Linked DNA regions of Oryzias latipes: region 1 is linked to region 2. Evidence: chromatin contacts called from public Hi-C data. All regions are on one chromosome and are shown on one strand. Each heading gives the region's core, a stretch centred on a gene start, on an enhancer-like site or on the middle of the called end of the contact. The rest is flanking DNA. Distances are from core to core; before and after follow the strand shown.

What was found. A called contact is a pair of places that touch in the nucleus more often than the background predicts.
Region 1: a contact with region 2 is called in a Hi-C map of fibroblasts, with 1.5 times the contacts expected there. The contact joins the promoter of LOC101156858 here to the promoter of LOC101156367 in region 2. A contact is called at or near these places in 2 of 5 Hi-C or Micro-C datasets (embryo and fibroblasts).

The regions. Positions count from the first base shown.
Region 1 is chr20:18,364,116-18,367,609 of ASM223467v1, forward strand. It overlaps LOC101156858 (Golgi reassembly-stacking protein 1), which reads left to right and starts at 2,167. Exons shown (of 9, transcript XM_011488967.3): 1 at 2,167-2,368; 2 at 2,813-2,893. The coding sequence starts at 2,303.
Region 2 is chr20:18,193,509-18,197,288 of ASM223467v1, forward strand. LOC101156367 (serine/threonine-protein kinase OSR1) reads left to right here and starts at 2,137. Exons shown (of 18, transcript XM_023950452.1): 1 at 2,137-2,447. myd88 (myeloid differentiation primary response protein MyD88) reads left to right here. Exons shown (of 5, transcript XM_020712727.2): 3 at 630-807; 4 at 884-993; 5 at 1,069-1,568. The coding sequence ends at 1,223.

The DNA of each region.
Region 1 (3,494 bases), core at 917-3,416, 170 kb after region 2:
TTTGTTATCCAACCCCCCCAAGCCTTTAACTGGGCCCGAACACACTGCACGGCATGCAATTGGAAAGAAAGCACCTCAGAGACTGGAAAAGTTCAGGAGAGCTATGATGATCTGCATCCTGTTAAAGAGGATGTAGCCCTGTTAAAAAGAAATAAGACACAAAATAAACATTTTTATTTTATTTTGACAATGTAAAGACCTCTTTAGATTGAACCTTCTTAAGATTTGAATCATTAGTCTAAGAAAGAAAAAGGAAAAAAAAAAAAAAACGTTCAGAAATGTTTACAGTAATTCCAGGAATTCGTGTTGGGATGTCACCTTGAAACAGCTTTCTTCTTGGATTGTTTTTAACTAGATTCGGCAGAAAAAGATGACTCCACTGAACACTGGATTTTTCACACTCTGCTGCACAACCGACCACACATTGAAGCAGCTCAGTGAACCTCTGATGCTTCTCTGGGACAAACGGGAAAGGTATCAGATCATGGAGTGATAAGAAAACCCCACGGTTGACCTTTTATCTTTCACAAGAACTGGAAGTGTAAAATGGTTAAGAGGGGTTTTCTGATATTTTAGAGGAAACCCAGTGATGTGTGCAAATGTTGAGTGACGAGCATGGCTGTCCTTAGAGTCCATCAATCCTCAGTCTGTGGTGTGATAGGTGAAGCCATGAGGTGGCATCTGGTCAGGGTTAGAAGGTCAGCGATCTCCACATCTCAGTTGTCACGTATAGAATTAGCCAGCTTAAAAAGAGCATTTAGAAAGAGGAGTTGTTTCATTTAAAAGCTATTTGGTCTAATGTGCTAATCATTGATGATGTTTCTACAACGTTCAAAGCTTTTTTATAAAGTAAAAAAAAAAAATAACAAAAACTAATTGGATAATCAACTTGGATTCATTTCATTTGAGAAAAAAGTAAAATTGCATCTCTATTAGTTGATGGCAATCCATCAATTAACTAAACCCGCTTCATTACCAGTCAGGGTCATGGGGTCATGGGGTCACTGGATCCTACCCAGCTAGTACGGATGAAGGCTGGGTACACCCTGGACAGTTGCCAATCCATCACAGGGCCACACAGAGACACATACACACTCACAATTTAGAGTCGCTAATTAATGTCTGAAGCAGGATTTTGGACTGTGTGAAGAAGCTGAAGTGCCCAGTAAAAGCCCATAAATGCTTGTGGAGGACTGCAAACTCCACCTTCTTGCTGTGCTAACTGCCACACCACCTTGCAGCCTTTCAATGGGAACATAATTTATTTTATTTTAATTCACTTTGGTGAATTATTAGACTTTCTGAGTGAGAAAATATCATAAAATCTGCCCCATGTGGAGAGGTTTTTGAACTGAAGAGTTTCTTGTGGTCTTGTTTTTTGACTTGAAGCAAATCCCTGTTAAAACTTAATTAACAGCTACCACTCATTTGTGCCTTTTTAATAATACATTTGTTATAGTATTATTGTTAAAACTCTTATTTTTATGTAACCCGGACATTTGAATAGAGTCCATTTAAGTGACTATTTCTGTGAGTATTTCTGATGTAGAACCTGGTAAATCCAGTGTTCATCACCAAATGAAGGGTCTGTATTAGTTCCAAACATTTTATATTACAGTATTTTTTTTGTTATTTGCAATTTTGACTGACATTATTACAAAGGTGTACATTTTCTGCTAATCTAATAGGAGACGTGAGATGGTCCAGTAATTTTTTGTTTCAAACTTTGTTGAATGTAAAGATTCAATGCAAAGCAATGTTAAACAGTAAACAGCAACAACGAAGGAACAACAAGCCAGGGGGTTATTACATTTTACGCAGATATATTGAAACTGACATACAGATCAAATGTTTCGATGGCTTTCTTATTATCAGAGTTTTTTATTCTCTTAATGTATTGGTCCAGTAATTGTCATTGAGTCAAATGTCACCAAAAGCAGACAGATTTCGATATTTTTAAAAGGCAAGAAATGTCCTGTCTAATGAGACTGTTTATTTTAAAGACAGTTTTTCTAACTGTCTATTATTATTAGTAGTAGGAGGAGGAGGAGGAGAATTTTTTTTAATGATTGTTTAAAAAAAACCCTCTAACATTTGTTCATTTTTTGCTTCAGTTTGGTTTATTCTCTGAAGGACTACTAATCGATTATCGTGTCTGCCAGCAGACGAACGCAGGCTCGATTTTTCGGTGATCTTGGTCTGCCTGTGCGTCTCCCTGCTGTCAGCTCCTGCCCGGTGTTTGCTCTTTCCCTCAGACTCTACCTCGTGTCATGCATTAAACTCCTGTCGGCGTTTGGAGGCCATGGGGCTGACGAAGAGCTCGTTTTTGTCGGGCGGCGGAAGGAGCTGCGGTTATCACGTGCATGGGGTAGGTTGTAACTTGAACTACAAGGTTATTCCAACTCGTTTGGAACAATGATAAAGTGAAATGCTTTAAAATTAACATTACAGGATTTCCGAATGTGCTCGAAGTGTAAAGTAACAACAACTCTCGCATTTATTTATGTATTTTTTTCTATAAGGGGATGTCAATGTCACCCTTGATGATGGTGGTGTCGTCCTCCCATCATCATGAGGTGGCATTTGGCACAAACCCAATTTGTTCAGATCTCTTAAAGAAAAAAAAAACATGTTTAAAACGCACTTTAAAAACTTTATTACATATTTAGAATATAACGGGCTTTTTTAAGTTGCATAAATGTCAATGCAGCGCGTGCTAGCTTATAAAAAGAAAAGATACCTCTGTACACTGCAATACTTCAAATGGACACAAGGGGGCGACAACACAGCATATCTATGGATCACCTTTCAGATTCAAGAAGGTTCACCAGCATTGAAGGCAGGACTGGAGCCTTTCTTTGACTTTATCCTCTCCATTGGACACACCAGACTTGTAAGTATGATATGTTAATGCTTTTTGCATCTCTCATAATAATATGTATAGATTCAGAACTCAAAAACATCTTTTTTATCTTGTTTGTACGACAGAGTTTGACTAGGGCCAGTTTACAAAAAAAACGTTTTTTTAAATTACGACTTTTAAGTCATAAATTTACGAGAATGAAAGTCATAAGAAAGTCAATGTCTAGTAAATCTACGAGAAAAAAGTCAGAGATTAACGAGAAAAAAATACCAAAGTTTTCCGTTTATCGGAGCCTAGTTTGACGATGAAATATGTGGAGCCTTTTGTGAAACTTTCTTTCCGGATAAGTTTAAAAAACAAAGAGATTCGTAATCTTTGAGCGACAAAACTATTGCCAGTGGAGCCGGCTTTCCAGGGATCGATGTCAGACCGCTGCAGCCTTTTTGTTCTCCTTTTCATTCACACACCCTGAAGTTCATCTGTCAACCTGACGTCATGAACCTGTCATCCAAACACCAATGCAGAAGTAAACAGTGTTAAAACGTGGAGATCTTGTCTTTGGCGGAGGAAGAAAGGATTCAAGTGGATAGCTGCCTGCAAACCACCCATCAATAAATAAAACATTTATAAA
Region 2 (3,780 bases), core at 887-3,386:
TTTTTTTAAAGAATTGTCCCACACTCCTCAAATAGGAACGATTTCTATGCTGGATTTTTCTGTTGCAGCTTTAAATATATTTTCCGTCGTGCAAAGTTTTCTTAATACGCTTCACATTCAATAAAAACGTTTGAAAAGTGTATTAAGTTCAAATCTGGAAACAGGAAGAATACTTTCCTCTGCACAATGAGCTGGAGTACATGCAGTTTTACAACTTTGTGTCACTGCAGATGCATTTAAGCAGATCAAACTAAGCTAATTTAAACAGAAGGGTGAGAAATATATTGCATGGCCTTTTAAATGTTAGCTAAATCTGAAAATATAAAAAGAGCTTTTTTCAGTTTTTTTTTAATGCAGTTTATTGTTTCTGTTTTTTATCTTGAGACAGTTAACCTGTATGGATTTTTAACTCTAAATAAGGATTGCATTAATTCTTTATTTGGCTGTTAATCGTAAACTTTAATCAGATCTTTGCTACACATCTTTGTGTCACTGCTCTGCACAGCACTCTGGTGTCCTGTTTCCAGTGATGAACAGTTTTATTTCATGTTTGACTCCTGGATTGTTCTTTTATTTATTTATTTTTTATCTATTTTTTCATAAAACTGGTGCATTTGTGTTGAATTCAGGGTCACCTGAGATGTTTGACGCCTTCATCTGCTACTGCCAAGACGACTTCCACTTTGTCTGTGAGATGATCCGAGAGCTGGAGCAGACGGATCACAAGCTGAAGCTGTGTGTGTTTGACAGAGATGTCCTCCCAGGTTCCTGCGTTTGGACCATCACAAGTGAACTCATCGAGAAGAGGTGGGATATCAGCTGACGTTGCCATTCTACCTTCTAATTGAGCAAATAATTGATGTTTATGTGTCCATGTGTGCAGGTGTAAGAGAATGGTGGTTGTGATATCTGATGAATATCTGGAAAGTGATGCCTGTGACTTTCAGACCAAGTTTGCCCTCAGCCTCTGCCCTGGTAATACGGTCATTCCCGGTAAAATACTTTGATCATAGTAAACTACTCTAAGAACGTCTTTTGACATGTAACTTCTTCACTGTTCCATTATAGGGGCTCGGAATAAACGTCTCATTCCAGTCATCTATAAGACGATGAAAAAGCCATTTCCGACCATCTTGCGGTTCCTCACTGTATGCGACTACACCAAGCCCTGCACTCAGGCGTGGTTCTGGATACGACTCGCCAAAGCTTTATCCTTGCCATGAATGTGGACCAGACTGTCAACCATGTTTAAAAGTGCCTTATTATTTTTAAAAATAGATCTTTCAATAGCTTTTGTTGTAAAATATCAAGCTCTTACATCTTCAGCTGCATCTTGTATTACATATCTTGCTGACATTGAAGCAAAACATATCTATTTGTTTTCACTTGAAATAATTATATATTTTATAATCAAGCTGCACAAGGGGGGCAAGAGGATGATAAGGCGTTGTGACTGATAATTCGACATGTTCATGACCAATTTTGTTTTTTTCAATCTTTTGAAAATACTTTTGTAAGCTATAAATGTGATTTTTTTTTTTAAATAAAAGATTTCAATTCCTTGTTAAGTGTATGGATATATATATTCATATAAAGTTTTTAGATTGGTCAAAACATTTTAGAACGCATCTTTTTTCCACTTTCCAAACTAAAAACGTCCCGTCGTGTTTTCCTGTAGTACCCGCCACCACCAGCAGATGTCTCTTTTTCGCAGAGGGAGAACATTATTTACTCATAAAACTAAACCCCAAGGAAGTAAAACTCATCCAATCAGAGGACTGGGTTCTTTCGGAGCAGTACGCCCCCTTAAAAATATACCTATCATTGTCCTCGAGTTTGGTTTTGTCAGTGATGATAAAATGTGCTGTTTGCTAGTGTATTGTTTCGTAAAGAAGTATGAATAAAAAATATGTAATGGTGTATAGGAATGAGGCAAAAATTTGGCTGCTGGGTAAAACGCTTACGCAGCTGTGGTGAAATATTTGGGCTAACCTTTAGCCTGAGCTTCAATGTACAAAGAGCGTTGATTTTTTTTACTTTAAAGAAAAAGAAAAAGAACTATTGATTTGGGGGCAGTGTTCACCGTCCACGAGCGGAAATGAATTTCCCCAACCGACCACAGCAGGTCTGTGGCGCTCGTGCGGTGCACTTCGCCCGATATGTCCGCCGTTAAGGTCCACATTTGCTCGGCAGGAATGCAGTAGGCGGGGCTGCCAAGCTAGTGTCAAACTTTGGGAATGACAGGAGTGCTGCAGGATCTGCTAAGAAAGGGAAGTGTCGCCTTTGTTGGCTGTGTTTGGATAACTTCTTTTTTTCTCGCACCGTGTCTGGGTTCACAACCAAAACGGAGAGACACTACGGTCTCAGTAGACTCTTGAACCACCATGTCGGAGGACCCGAGCTCCCAACCCTGGTCCATCAACAGAGATGATTATGAGCTACACGAGGTGATTGGTATGTGATCATTAGCCTGTTAGCTTAACCGGTAGTTAGTGAATTTCCTGCTTTCTGCTGCCTCCCAGCGCGAGCTAAGCTAAAAAGCGGACAGGAAGCAGTTCTTTCCACCGAACTGGGTCAAGTTAAAGGCAGGCGACGAGTTGACTAGTCCGACCGGTTTGTGTTTGGACTCGGTAACGGTAAAAAGGCTCCGGTGAGAGAGCAACCTACCGGCGTTTTGCTAGGGCTCAAACGCTACAGGCTCTGACTAATTGCTGGCGAGAGACTGGGGGGAAAATAGTTTCTTATACTGATCTAAAACCCAATTGTAATCGTATGAGCCACAGCTTCAGTCAGAAGACTTATTTTAATAAATTTAATATGTTATTTAATGGGAAGACATGTTCTGGTAAGAACCTGGTTCGTAAGAATAGCTCAAACAAAAATATGCTAAATAGTAATGTTTTTAGACTATTTACACAAGAAAACCTGCAAAATTCACTATTTTAATCAATTTTACTATATAGACTAAGCGGCATAAATATTGGCTAAAGTAAACGATATAAAATATTGTACTTATTTTTCTCTGAGTATGCAATATCAATTTCAATTAAAAATAGTATATTTCCCCCTCTAAATGTTATTCAAATGTAAATACATACATGGGATCCTAATCAAATAGTAGTAAACACCTTGGTACATGTAAACACTTTCAGGGCTGATTGTCAAATACCAGGAGATGAGAATTCATCATGGAAATGCAAAAGGGGTGCGCTTACTTTTCACCGCTGCAAGAGGCTTTTAGCAAGCTGGTTCTGATGCCAGTGCAGGGTCCGGAGAGTGAACTTCCTGCGGCTGGTTGTTGCATTTGGAGGTATTTACTGCCTGAATGAATCCAGTTATGTGTGAGCTCTTTTGAGAGGATTACTGGATGTTATGAAGCTTCTAACCCCCACGGAAAGCTGGAACAATTCTCTGACAAATTGTGGATCTGATAAGGAAAAGAGAAGTTTGTACAGGGCGCTTTTTTATAATTAGGACATTGTAAAACCTGTAGTTTATTAGGCGTGTTTAAAGCATGGATGAGGGCATGTTGGCCAGTCTGAAGAGGTTCTCTTGTGAAGTTTAAAGAATTTCTGACGTATTTATCTGTAAAGCGAGTAAAATCGTTTTAACATTAACACTTTGGTTTGCATGAATCAATAGTTTTTTGGGGTGTAGCACTTCTTCTTTGACAAACCTGTTTTCCTGGAAGGAGCTGGCTTCATATCTGAGCTTGTTCAGTGCTAAAACCTACTTACTTTAGACCCCCCCCTCCACCCCCTCCAATTTAGTTTCTTGGAA